Regions from separate parts of the Mus musculus genome. Here all the other regions are linked to region 1. Evidence: chromatin contacts called from public HiChIP or PLAC-seq and Micro-C data. All regions are on one chromosome and are shown on one strand. The core of a region is the stretch at or near the end of the contact, and the rest is flanking DNA. Distances in the headings are between cores, read along the strand shown. Region 1 holds the start of Nr2f2 (nuclear receptor subfamily 2, group F, member 2). Region 2 holds the start of 4833412C05Rik (RIKEN cDNA 4833412C05 gene). Region 3 holds the start of Igf1r (insulin-like growth factor I receptor).

Region 1 (3,178 bases), core at 247-2,746:
TGTGCCCGATGCGGGGCGGCCGGGGTCCGCGCTCCGGGGTCCACCCGGGCCCATCCCCCTCTCTGTGGCCAGGACCGCGCGGCCACCCGTCCCCGCCCCCCTCCGTCCCCGCGCGCCCCGTGCGGCTGTCTCGACGCCGCTCGCGCTAGGACCGGGCTGCTCCCGCTGCCGCCATGGCGGGGCCGCTGCGCTCCGGCCAATGACGACGAGGGGGCGGCGCGCGCGCGCCGGGCCAGGCCAACCCCGGCGGCTGCCTTATAAGGCGCGCCGTCGCCATGGCAACGTGCGCTAAGTTGCAGCAGTCGTGTCAAAGTTCACTATATAGAGAGCTCAGTGAGCTGATCGCGGAGAAGCCACTTCTGCCAGCCCCGGCGCCTATAAATCGCATTCCCTCCCGCGCCCCCCTTTTTAGCATATTTGATCACTTTGATTCTGCTCTTTTCTCTCCGCGGTGTGTGCGTGCGTGCGCGCGTGTGTGTTTTCTTCTCCTCCTCCTCCTCTGCCGGAGTTGCCTCCTTTCTCCGGGTGCCGCGCTGCTCTTCCCTCTTTCATTCTTTCTCTCCGTTTCTCCCCCCTCTGCGCACGAAGGATGCGCTTCTAGGTGCTGATCTGCCCTCCTTTCTCTCTTATCATCTCTCCCCCGCCGCCGGCGAGTTGACTCTTTCCCTATGTGTGTGAGGCGGCGGCGGCAGCAGCAGCAGCAGCAGCAGCAGCAGCGGCTCCACCGGCGGCGGCAGCAGCGGCAGCAGCAGCGACTCCACCGGCGGCGGCGGCGCTAGACGCAGCGGCTCCGGGCCCGACCCGGAGGCTTCGGCGGCGGCGGCGGCGGCCCGGGCGGCCCGCGGAGAGCAACGAGCGGCCTCCGAGAGCGGCGGCGGCGGCGGCGGCGTCCGGAGCGAGCGCGGCGCGCGCCAGGCGCCCGGGGCAGGAGGCGGCGGCGGCCCAGCGCCAGGACGACGCCGCGCAGCGCCGGACGCGGACCACTTTCATGCTGATTCCCCCGGACCCGGGCAGAGCTCCGGCCACTCCGCGGGCCGCCGGCCTCCGCCCCGGCCTGCCTGGCTCCCAGGGCGCGCCCGCGCCCGGCGCCTCCGCTCTCCCAGTCCTCCTGATTTCGATGGCTTTCCTGAATGGCTGACTGTGGGCTGCCCTGGACTTGGCCCCCGGACAGTCGCCTCTCCTTCTCCTTCTCCTCTTCCTCCTCCTCCTCTTCCTCCTCCTCCTTCTCCTCCTCCAACTCCTCCGCTGCACACTAGATCTGAGAGCGAGAGAGTGAACCAGAGAGGGAGAGAGGGAGGGAGAGTGAGAGCGAGCGAGATCTTTAGAGAGATTTTTTTTTTTTTTTTTTTGCCTCCTACTTCTGTCTTGAAGCCAGACAATCGACTTGCAGCTCTCCCTCCCCTCCCTCTCTCCACGTTCTGCTCCCACTCTCTTTCCCCTGTCCCCTTGCCCTCCCCTCTGGACGGAAAGCCCCCCGAAACCAACAAAGCTGAGCCGAGGGAAACAAACAAAACAAACACACCGGGCCAGACAAGCAATCGACAAAACTTTGCAAAAGCAAAAACAAAAAAACAAAAAAGGAAAAACTAACCAACCTCAAATCAACTAGCCCTGAGCCACCCGGGGCGCCCTCCCGCGCCCTCTCGCACCCTCGCACACACAAAAGGCGGCGCGCCGGAGCCCGAGACCCGGGAGCCGCCGCCACCCCGCCGCCGCCCGCAGCCAGGGGAGCAGAAGTCCGGACGCGGCCCCCATAGATATGGCAATGGTAGTCAGCACGTGGCGCGACCCCCAGGACGAGGTGCCCGGCTCTCAGGGCAGCCAGGCCTCGCAGGCGCCGCCCGTGCCGGGCCCGCCGCCTGGCGCCCCGCACACGCCACAGACGCCGGGCCAAGGGGGCCCGGCCAGCACGCCGGCCCAGACAGCGGCTGGCGGCCAGGGCGGCCCTGGCGGCCCGGGCAGCGACAAGCAGCAGCAGCAGCAGCACATCGAGTGCGTGGTGTGCGGGGACAAGTCGAGCGGCAAGCACTACGGCCAGTTCACGTGCGAGGGCTGCAAGAGCTTCTTCAAGCGCAGCGTGCGGAGGAACCTGAGCTACACGTGCCGCGCCAACCGGAACTGTCCCATCGACCAGCACCACCGCAACCAGTGCCAGTACTGCCGCCTCAAAAAGTGCCTCAAAGTGGGCATGAGACGGGAAGGTATCGGCCTCTCATTTCTTCCCCCTTCGCCCGCGGTCCCGGGGCTCTGGGTGCGTTTGGCTAGCCTGCTCTGGGTAAGGACTCAGAAGCCCCGAGCTCTCCCGGTTGCAGTCGGAGGGGATTTGGTACTAGGAACCGGGGAGGGGGGTGGGGGTCTGCACTGCAACCCAGATCAGCCCCCACCCCCATTACAGTCCGCATGCTTTAGTAGACTTTCCTTCTCCACTCTTTCTTCCTCTCCCCCTCTCTCTCTTTCTCCCTCTCCGGACAGCTTTTCCTTTCCTTTGCATTGATTGAGAGTTCATTAGAGTTCACCTTTCTGCAAGGAATGGGTTGTTTGTTGTTGTTTTAAAGTCCCCCCCCTCTCTCTTCCCTTTCTCTCTTTCCTTGTTTTTCCTGCATGTTCAACATATGTCCCTCCTCCTTACCCCTCTCCCCAACCCCCACCTTTTCAGAAAAAAAAAAAAACAACCTGAGATTGTACTTTTGTACAGGAGGTTCAAATTACAAATGGCAATTTTATGCACTTCGCCGTATTAACGCTGCCGCCTGGGCAGAGCTCATGTGACCCCTCCGTGGATTAACATTCTGCTTTAAAAAAATACCTCTTGTTTTCTTTTTTTTTCCTTTCACTTTTGAAACCCTGAGAGCACTGTAGGGAGTAGGAAAGTGTGGGCAAGGGGCCTTTGGCCGCTGCTTTCCCTCTGCGCCAGTTGGGTCTTTGTGATATAAAATTATCCCAGAGCCGGGAACAGTGCTCTACCAATGGCGCGCTCCGCGCCTGGGCGCGGGCTCCGGGTTGGAGCGAGCCAATGCCGGGGTTTCTTTGTGTTTCTGCGAGAGCGACTCTCCCGGTCCTGAGTCAGATAACAGCGGGTGCCTGAGCCTCGCCGGCTTTCTCCGGTCGTCACCGGCCTTGTCTGGGCTCCGCAAGCGCCCCACGTCTGCTCCCAGCCTCTCTCCCGCTTCCTCTCCTC
Region 2 (3,178 bases), core at 178-2,677, 2.6 Mb after region 1:
AATTTACCCATTTTATGCTTTGCCTCCATGTATGTATGGGCACCACATGCATGCTTGGCACCTGAGGCGATTGGAAGAAGACATCGCTTGGAACTGGAGTTGCAGATGGTGGAGAATCACCTTGTGTATGCTGGGAATCCAGCCTGGGTCACCTACAAGAGCTGCAAGTGTTCTTAACCACTACAGCCCAAATCTTGGCGTTTTGTTTTTGTTTTTGTTTTTGTTTTGAGACAGAATGTAATTATATAGCCCTGACTGGCCCTCTAGGCTCAAACTCACTAAGCCCCCTGCTTCCTGAGTGCTGGGATGAAAGGCAAGTGTTAAAGTGTTGGGAGGCCACTATGCCCTGCCAGCTCCCTGTGATACCCCTGGGCTTTACCTGGAGGAGTCACTGGAAGGGGCGGCGGCAAGGGTGGGGGTGGGGGGCGTGCGTGCGTGCGTGCGTGTGTGTGTGTGTGTGTGTGTGTGTGTGTGTGTGTGTGTGTGTGTGTGTGTGGCAGTTCTCAATCACTGAAACAAACATTGGCTTTGGGGAACCAGCATTGTCCATTACTGTTGGGGTGACCAGAGCCTTTCTAACCTCAAGATAAAATGGTGGCAATTGTTCTCTTGCAGGAAGGTGTAGGAAAGGAACCAGCCACGTGGCGGTTCGAACTTAAAAACTCTTCGGGCCACAAGGAGGAAAGTGGGTCGCTTCACACCCCCAGGCTCACGGAGAGGCAGGAAGAGCAAGGAGGAGGCGGGGGGGGGGGGGTAGAGAGGAGATTGAGAGGAAAAAGGATGGGCAAGAAAGCGAATCTCCCAGCTGGTGCAGAGCCCCACACGGTGCCTTACTGACACACATCCAGAGATTCGAGTCCCCTGAACCCGCGTGGGTGACTTTGAAGCAGATTCCCGCCTGGCACAGCGCACTCTCCAGCCGCTCACGTGAAATCCATCAAGGCAAAGTCACACCCTACAGCCAGAGCAATTCGGGAAGCTTGACTCTCCCACAAACAAGGTATTGGGCTCTTTCCTCCCCATTCCCTTCCTCTGAAGCTTAGCTTCTCCCTCCGCATCACTGTCCACGTGCGGACTCATAAGGCGCCCACCCCCATCCGGGCGGGTCCCCACCCTAGGGCATTGGATCCTGCGGGTTGTTTACCAGCTGGCCATCTCCCCAGACCCTGCGCGGTGCCGCCACCTGCCGGTGGGAGACTGAACTGCACCCGCGGGTGCGGGCCAGCAACTGCGGGCTGATGACCCAACGCCGCAGGCATCCGAGGATAACCTTTCCCCTTTCTTTCCAAGACCAAATAAGGGGGCTCTTGCCTCTGTGAGCTGTGCCTGTGGCGGTTAAGCCAAGGGGCGTGGAAAGGAGGATCCCAGAACGAGGCTGACAGTCAGCTAAACAACCCACTACATTGTTCCCTCCCCACATGGCCTCCTCCCTGCTCCCCGGCAGTCCCCACATGCAGCAGCAGACTAGTGGGTAGAACTGCAGGGGTATGGAGACATCCCGAACTTCAGCAGCAGCAGTCCCAGCACCCCGCCCCCAACCTCAGGCATGAAGAGCAAGGTACCTGCAGTAGCTTACTCCTGGGTGTTGCCCAAGCTCAGGACCCTCGGGCCTGGGGGTCAGTAGGGCTGAGAGAAGCCTCAGACCTTGGGGAGGGGCGAGAGAGGTGACACTTGTAGAGGAGCTAGACAGGGCTGTCAGACCTCTGAACCTTGGCATCACCCACACAGAGGGAGTCACAGTGGCTGACAGTGTTCAGTAACCACAGAAACCAAGATTTGACCTATATTTTCAAACATGGCCTCGACTCCAGCTTCCCCTCCTTGAAATCGTAGTGAAAGCGTCTGACTTGACTTGTTATGAATGCTCCTCTTGCTTTAGATTCCAGAAGGCCACCCAGAAGGCAAATCAAGAAACCTCACTAGATGGTTTGTGGATAACGGGAGGGTCCTGATGGGTTCCAGGAAGGAGTCAGAGGCTCTCCTCGTTCACTACCTCTTACCGATCACAGTGGTGACTAGATGATTGCGCTCATGTATGTGCTTTTTGACTGTGTGCACTTTGGGTGTTTTGAGTGATGAAACAGAGGGGAGCAAACCAACACTTTGGTCAGGATGACAGAGTGCTTATAGCCTGTCCGATCCGAGCCTTGATTGAGCGCTCCCTGGGTGCTAACCACTGTTCTGAATATCCCACATCATTACCATCTGCAGGTACCTCTGCTACGGGGAAGGACCACGCCTTCAGAAACACAGCCTTCCTCCTACCACCCAGCCAGGTCACTAACTGGATTCAGGCTCAGGCCTTGGGGTTCCAGAGTGTATATACCCTTGACCCAAACCCTAAATGTTCATTAATAGGGATTTGATTCGTTTACTGTACACCCATGTAATGGAATCGTCTTTGGCTGCTTAAATGGGATGTAGACTAGGAATAATTGTCAGAGGCCAAATATCCACCACACACTGTTAAATGGACACAGCAGGGAGTCAACAGCGTGTATAAGTGGATCTTGTCCTGTGGCTGTTCAGAGGGGACTCATGGCAGCACTAAACTGTGGGCCTTGGTGGGTGGCGGAACTTTAGGTGGCTAATTTTACAGGGATGCTTTCTTCCTTCATTGCTGAGCTCTTTGTGATCCACTGTCAAGGCCGTGAATAAATCCCCCACAAAGTCTTCCCTGATCCCCCGAATTGGACACTAACGACCCCCGTGTCCCTCTGGTGTGGGAACTTGCGTGGGATGGTTTCTTAGTTACATAAGCTCTCGGCTCTATTGCCAGCTGAACTGATGACTTTGGAAGGGAGACATGAGCGGTGTCTCCGGTTTCCATGTTTCCTTTGTATCCTCTGTGGGATTCAAATATTTACCTATAGTTTGGCGTCACCCAGTGCTGATGGGAGGACCCAGTGAAGAATTAATTCCATAATTAGTTGTTTGATGTTGGCCTTCTTTTAGTTCAATAAGTTCCCAAGGACAGAGACATGCTTTTCCTAGTCAGCTACATGTCCTGACACTAGGTCTGCCATAGCACACAGCCTGTAGGTACTCCATATAGGTTTACTATGCAAATGAGCATAGCCCTTCGTCTTAAGGAAGCAAAATGGGAGGGTTCTCTATGTCCAGATGTACTATCAAATAATTAAGCATCTCTACAAGGCAGAGACTCTTAGTAGGAACT
Region 3 (3,178 bases), core at 361-2,860, 2.4 Mb after region 1:
CTGCACAAGGGTGGACGTACCTATCTCCTCTTACTAAGACGCTCTGGGAAAAAAGTGTCCAGAGCTGGATAGAAACTGAGAGCCCCTAAGCCGAGGATCATCCAACCCTCCCCCCACGAAGAAAGTCCCAAGTTCACACTTTCCTAGAGGAAAATGGTGGGCACACCCTGCACCCCAAGGCCACACTGGACTGTCCAAGTTATCAAGCCTTGGGGTAGGTGGGTAGACGCCCACAGGCTCCAGAGAAGCGAAAGGCCAAGAACCTGAGGGGGTCGATGGGCCCAACAAGTTGGGTGATAGGAGGCTGCGCCCTGATGTTTGGAAACGTGTCCTGGGGCCGCGAGGCTTCCAACCATCCTGTATCTCCCCCTCAAGAACAACTTACACCCCGCAGGGTAGGAGGCTCCGAATTGCCGCCACGGAGCACTAGGTCTACCCCAGCAACCACCCGTGGAGCCTCCAAGGGTGCTGTCATGGTGAGCTGCGCGGGATGGGCGCTGGGGTGCCAAGTGGAGCGCCCCGGAGGGGGGGGGGCGAGAGTAGCGGGGTTCCCGAGGCCACCCAGACGCCAACTTCCCCACCAAGCGCCTACGCGGGGGCTGCCCCTGACCCGCCAGCGAGAAGGCACTGCCCACCCACCAGGCCGCGTGCGGGACAGCGCTCCCCGGACAGCGAAAGAGAAAGCCCTAAGGCCCTTCCCGCGCGCAGATGCGCTGAGCTAGGGCTCTAGGAGCTCCTGAGTCGTGAACTCTCGGGCCCTGCTCTACTCCGGCCTTCCGAGAGAGCCCCACCCTCCACTCCCGAGCCCCGAAGTCCGACAGCTGCGCCCGTGGCAACTGGGTTTTCCCAAACAGGGCGCAGCCCCTCGGAGGAAAAGTTCCCGCAGTGGCCGCGGGCGGCGGGCAAATACTCACTTTCTCCACTCGTCGGCCAGAGAGAGAGCGCGGCGGAGAGAAACACGAGCCCCCACAGCGAGGTCGGGGACCCTCCTCCGGAGCCAGACTTCATTCCTTTTATTTGGGACGAAATTCCCTTTTCTCAAAAATAGAAAAAAAAAAAAAAAAGAAAAGAAAAAAAGAAAAAAAAAGTCTCCAACTCAGTCCTCACTCTCGTCCAAAAACAAGAGCGCAGGCGACGATCCTCGGAAAGCGGCGTGGACAAGGAGGGTGGCGCGGGGCGGCCCCTCAGCGCCGGCAGCAGCGGCCCACGGGGCGGCGGAGTCGGGAAGCCGGGGCGCGCCGGGGCGGGCTGTCGGCGTCGTCGGCCTCCATTTGCAAACGCAGAGATGCAGAAGAAGGAGGAAAACTGTACAGAAAGAGGAGCAAAGCCCAAATCGCCGCAGGCGAGGACAAACGCCACCCGATCCCCGGAGGGAACGACCACCGGAGCCTACGCGGCGGGAGAGCGCGACGCAGTTGGCGAGACTGGTCCGAAGTCCCGGGCGCGGGCGAGGCCGGCGAGGGGCAGAAATGCGGAGTGGAAATGAATGAGCGGTTCCCCCTCCTCCGGCTCCTCCTCCTCCTCTGGGCTCCGCTCGCCGCCGCCTCCTCCCTCAGCGCCGCCGCCGCGAGCTCCTTCCCAAATCCAGGACACACACAAAGCGGCGGCCGCGCAGCGCTCAGCGCTCCCGCCGCCCCGCGTCGGCCCCCGCCCGCCGCCGACTCCGTGCGCGGGGGCTCCGGCTCGCTGAAGGTCAAAGCCGAGCACGCCGCGTGCCGTGGAGCTCTCGCAGGCACGGGGAGAGGCGTGGAGGGTCCGGAGAGCGGGGCCGAGGGTCTGCGAGCGCCGGGCGCGCCGGGACAGGCTCGCAGGCAGCTTCCCTGTCGCTCGCCTCTCTCGAGTTCGCCCGGTGCGCTCGCTCCTCCTCGGTTCCCCCCCCCCCTCCTTTTTTTTTCCGCTCAGCGGAGTTAATGCTGGTAAACAAGAACCTCAGCCTCACCGCGCCGCCGCCGCCGCCGCCACACACTGGGGGCTCTACGCGCGCGCTCTCGGGGCCGCGCACACGTGCCCGCGCGCACACTCCAAGCGGCTACAGCCGCAGTCCCGGCGCGCCGAGGGCCGGGCCCCGACTCGGCAGGCGCCAAGAGCCGGAGTTCGGGATCGCAGGGACGTGCGGAGCGGAGCGCGGGCGTGGGGAGCCGGGCCCAGGAGGCACCGCCCCCCGCGCCTCCACCCGCGCCGGCCCCCGCGCGCACACTGAGCCACGCGCGCGCCCACGCTTCCGCCCCCACCCGCACTGCGCCGGCCGGCCCTGTCCGCACCCTCCCCTCCCGCAGGACTCCAAAAAACAATGCCCGGGGCGCCGGTGGGACTCGGTGGCCAGGGGGGCGGCGGCAGGGCGGGCGGGCAGCAGAGCGGGCGGGCTGCGGGCGCGGTGGGCGGGGAGTGCGGCCTCGGAGCTTCATTGAAAACAACAACAGCGCGGCTGGAGAGCGCGCTGGCCGACTCCGTGAAAAAGCTTCATTGTTTCTTGCAGCTGTTGCAAAATAAATAAATAAGTGCATGCATGCGGCATTTTTTTCGCAGTGTGGTGGAAAGCCCGGACGCGACGGGAGGGGCACACCTGGGGGAAAGGGGACCCCTGAAGACTGCTACGCAAGGCACTTTCCACGCCAGGCTTGGGCGCCCGTGGCGGCGCTCCTTGGGTGTTCCGGTGCTTGCGCGCAGTCGGGGAGCGGACAGGGTGCGGTCCGCGAGGCTCTATTCTCGAAGCACAGCGATTCCACCGCGGGCCCCCAGCCCTGGAAAGGGAACCCAGACAGGCGGCCCCTCGTGCCCAGGACCCGTCTCCGCGGCGGCCGCCAGAGGGCGCGACCGCAGCCTGGGAGGGCTGGCTCCGGGAATGTCGCCTCCCTCCCTCCGGGGGAGGAAATGTGGGGGCCCCGAGTCGGGGACCGACTCGGCTGGGTCGTGCTAGCCGGGCCTCCCAGCCCCATTCCTCTCCCGCCCTGAGGGCGCTCCACCGCATCGTGCTGGTCCGTGCTCCACCACGTGGGCAGCTGCGGAGAAGGACCGCAGCGCGTGTCAGGCTGCGGGAACCCGCAGCTGGGGGGCGTGTCCGAGGGCTTCCCAGGGAGGGGATTGCGGGCGGGGACCCTAACCCGGACAACGTCGTCTGGCTCGGGTCCCAGTCTTAGGAATGTGCGGCCGCCACCCGGAATCGGTGGCCACTGCAGAA

The links. Hi-C and Micro-C count contacts between places; a contact is called where the count stands out from the background. HiChIP or PLAC-seq counts read pairs in DNA pulled down with a chosen protein or histone mark.
Region 2: a contact with region 1 is called in an H3K4me3 HiChIP or PLAC-seq map of embryonic limb bud, with 6 times the contacts expected there. The contact joins the promoter of 4833412C05Rik here to the promoter of Nr2f2 in region 1. A contact is called at or near these places in 1 of 39 promoter capture datasets (hippocampal neurons) and 2 of 115 datasets of contacts at active chromatin or transcription factors (astrocytes and embryonic limb bud).
Region 3: a Micro-C map of embryonic stem cells shows a contact between it and region 1, with 8 times the contacts expected there. The contact joins the promoter of Igf1r here to the promoter of Nr2f2 in region 1. A contact is called at or near these places in 3 of 484 Hi-C or Micro-C datasets (all in embryonic stem cells) and 1 of 115 datasets of contacts at active chromatin or transcription factors (astrocytes).

The regions. Positions count from the first base shown.
Region 1 is chr7:70,358,911-70,362,088 of GRCm38.p6, reverse strand. Nr2f2 (nuclear receptor subfamily 2, group F, member 2) reads left to right here and starts at 1,496. Exons shown (of 3, transcript NM_009697.3): 1 at 1,496-2,201. The coding sequence starts at 1,760.
Region 2 is chr7:67,801,745-67,804,922 of GRCm38.p6, reverse strand. 4833412C05Rik (RIKEN cDNA 4833412C05 gene) reads left to right here and starts at 1,427. Exons shown (of 3, transcript NR_045954.1): 1 at 1,427-1,558. Gm34350 (a long non-coding RNA gene) reads right to left here and starts at 1,734. Exons shown (of 3, transcript XR_391567.3): 1 at 1,563-1,734.
Region 3 is chr7:67,950,689-67,953,866 of GRCm38.p6, reverse strand. Igf1r (insulin-like growth factor I receptor) reads right to left here and starts at 1,610. Exons shown (of 21, transcript NM_010513.2): 1 at 915-1,610. The coding sequence starts at 1,008.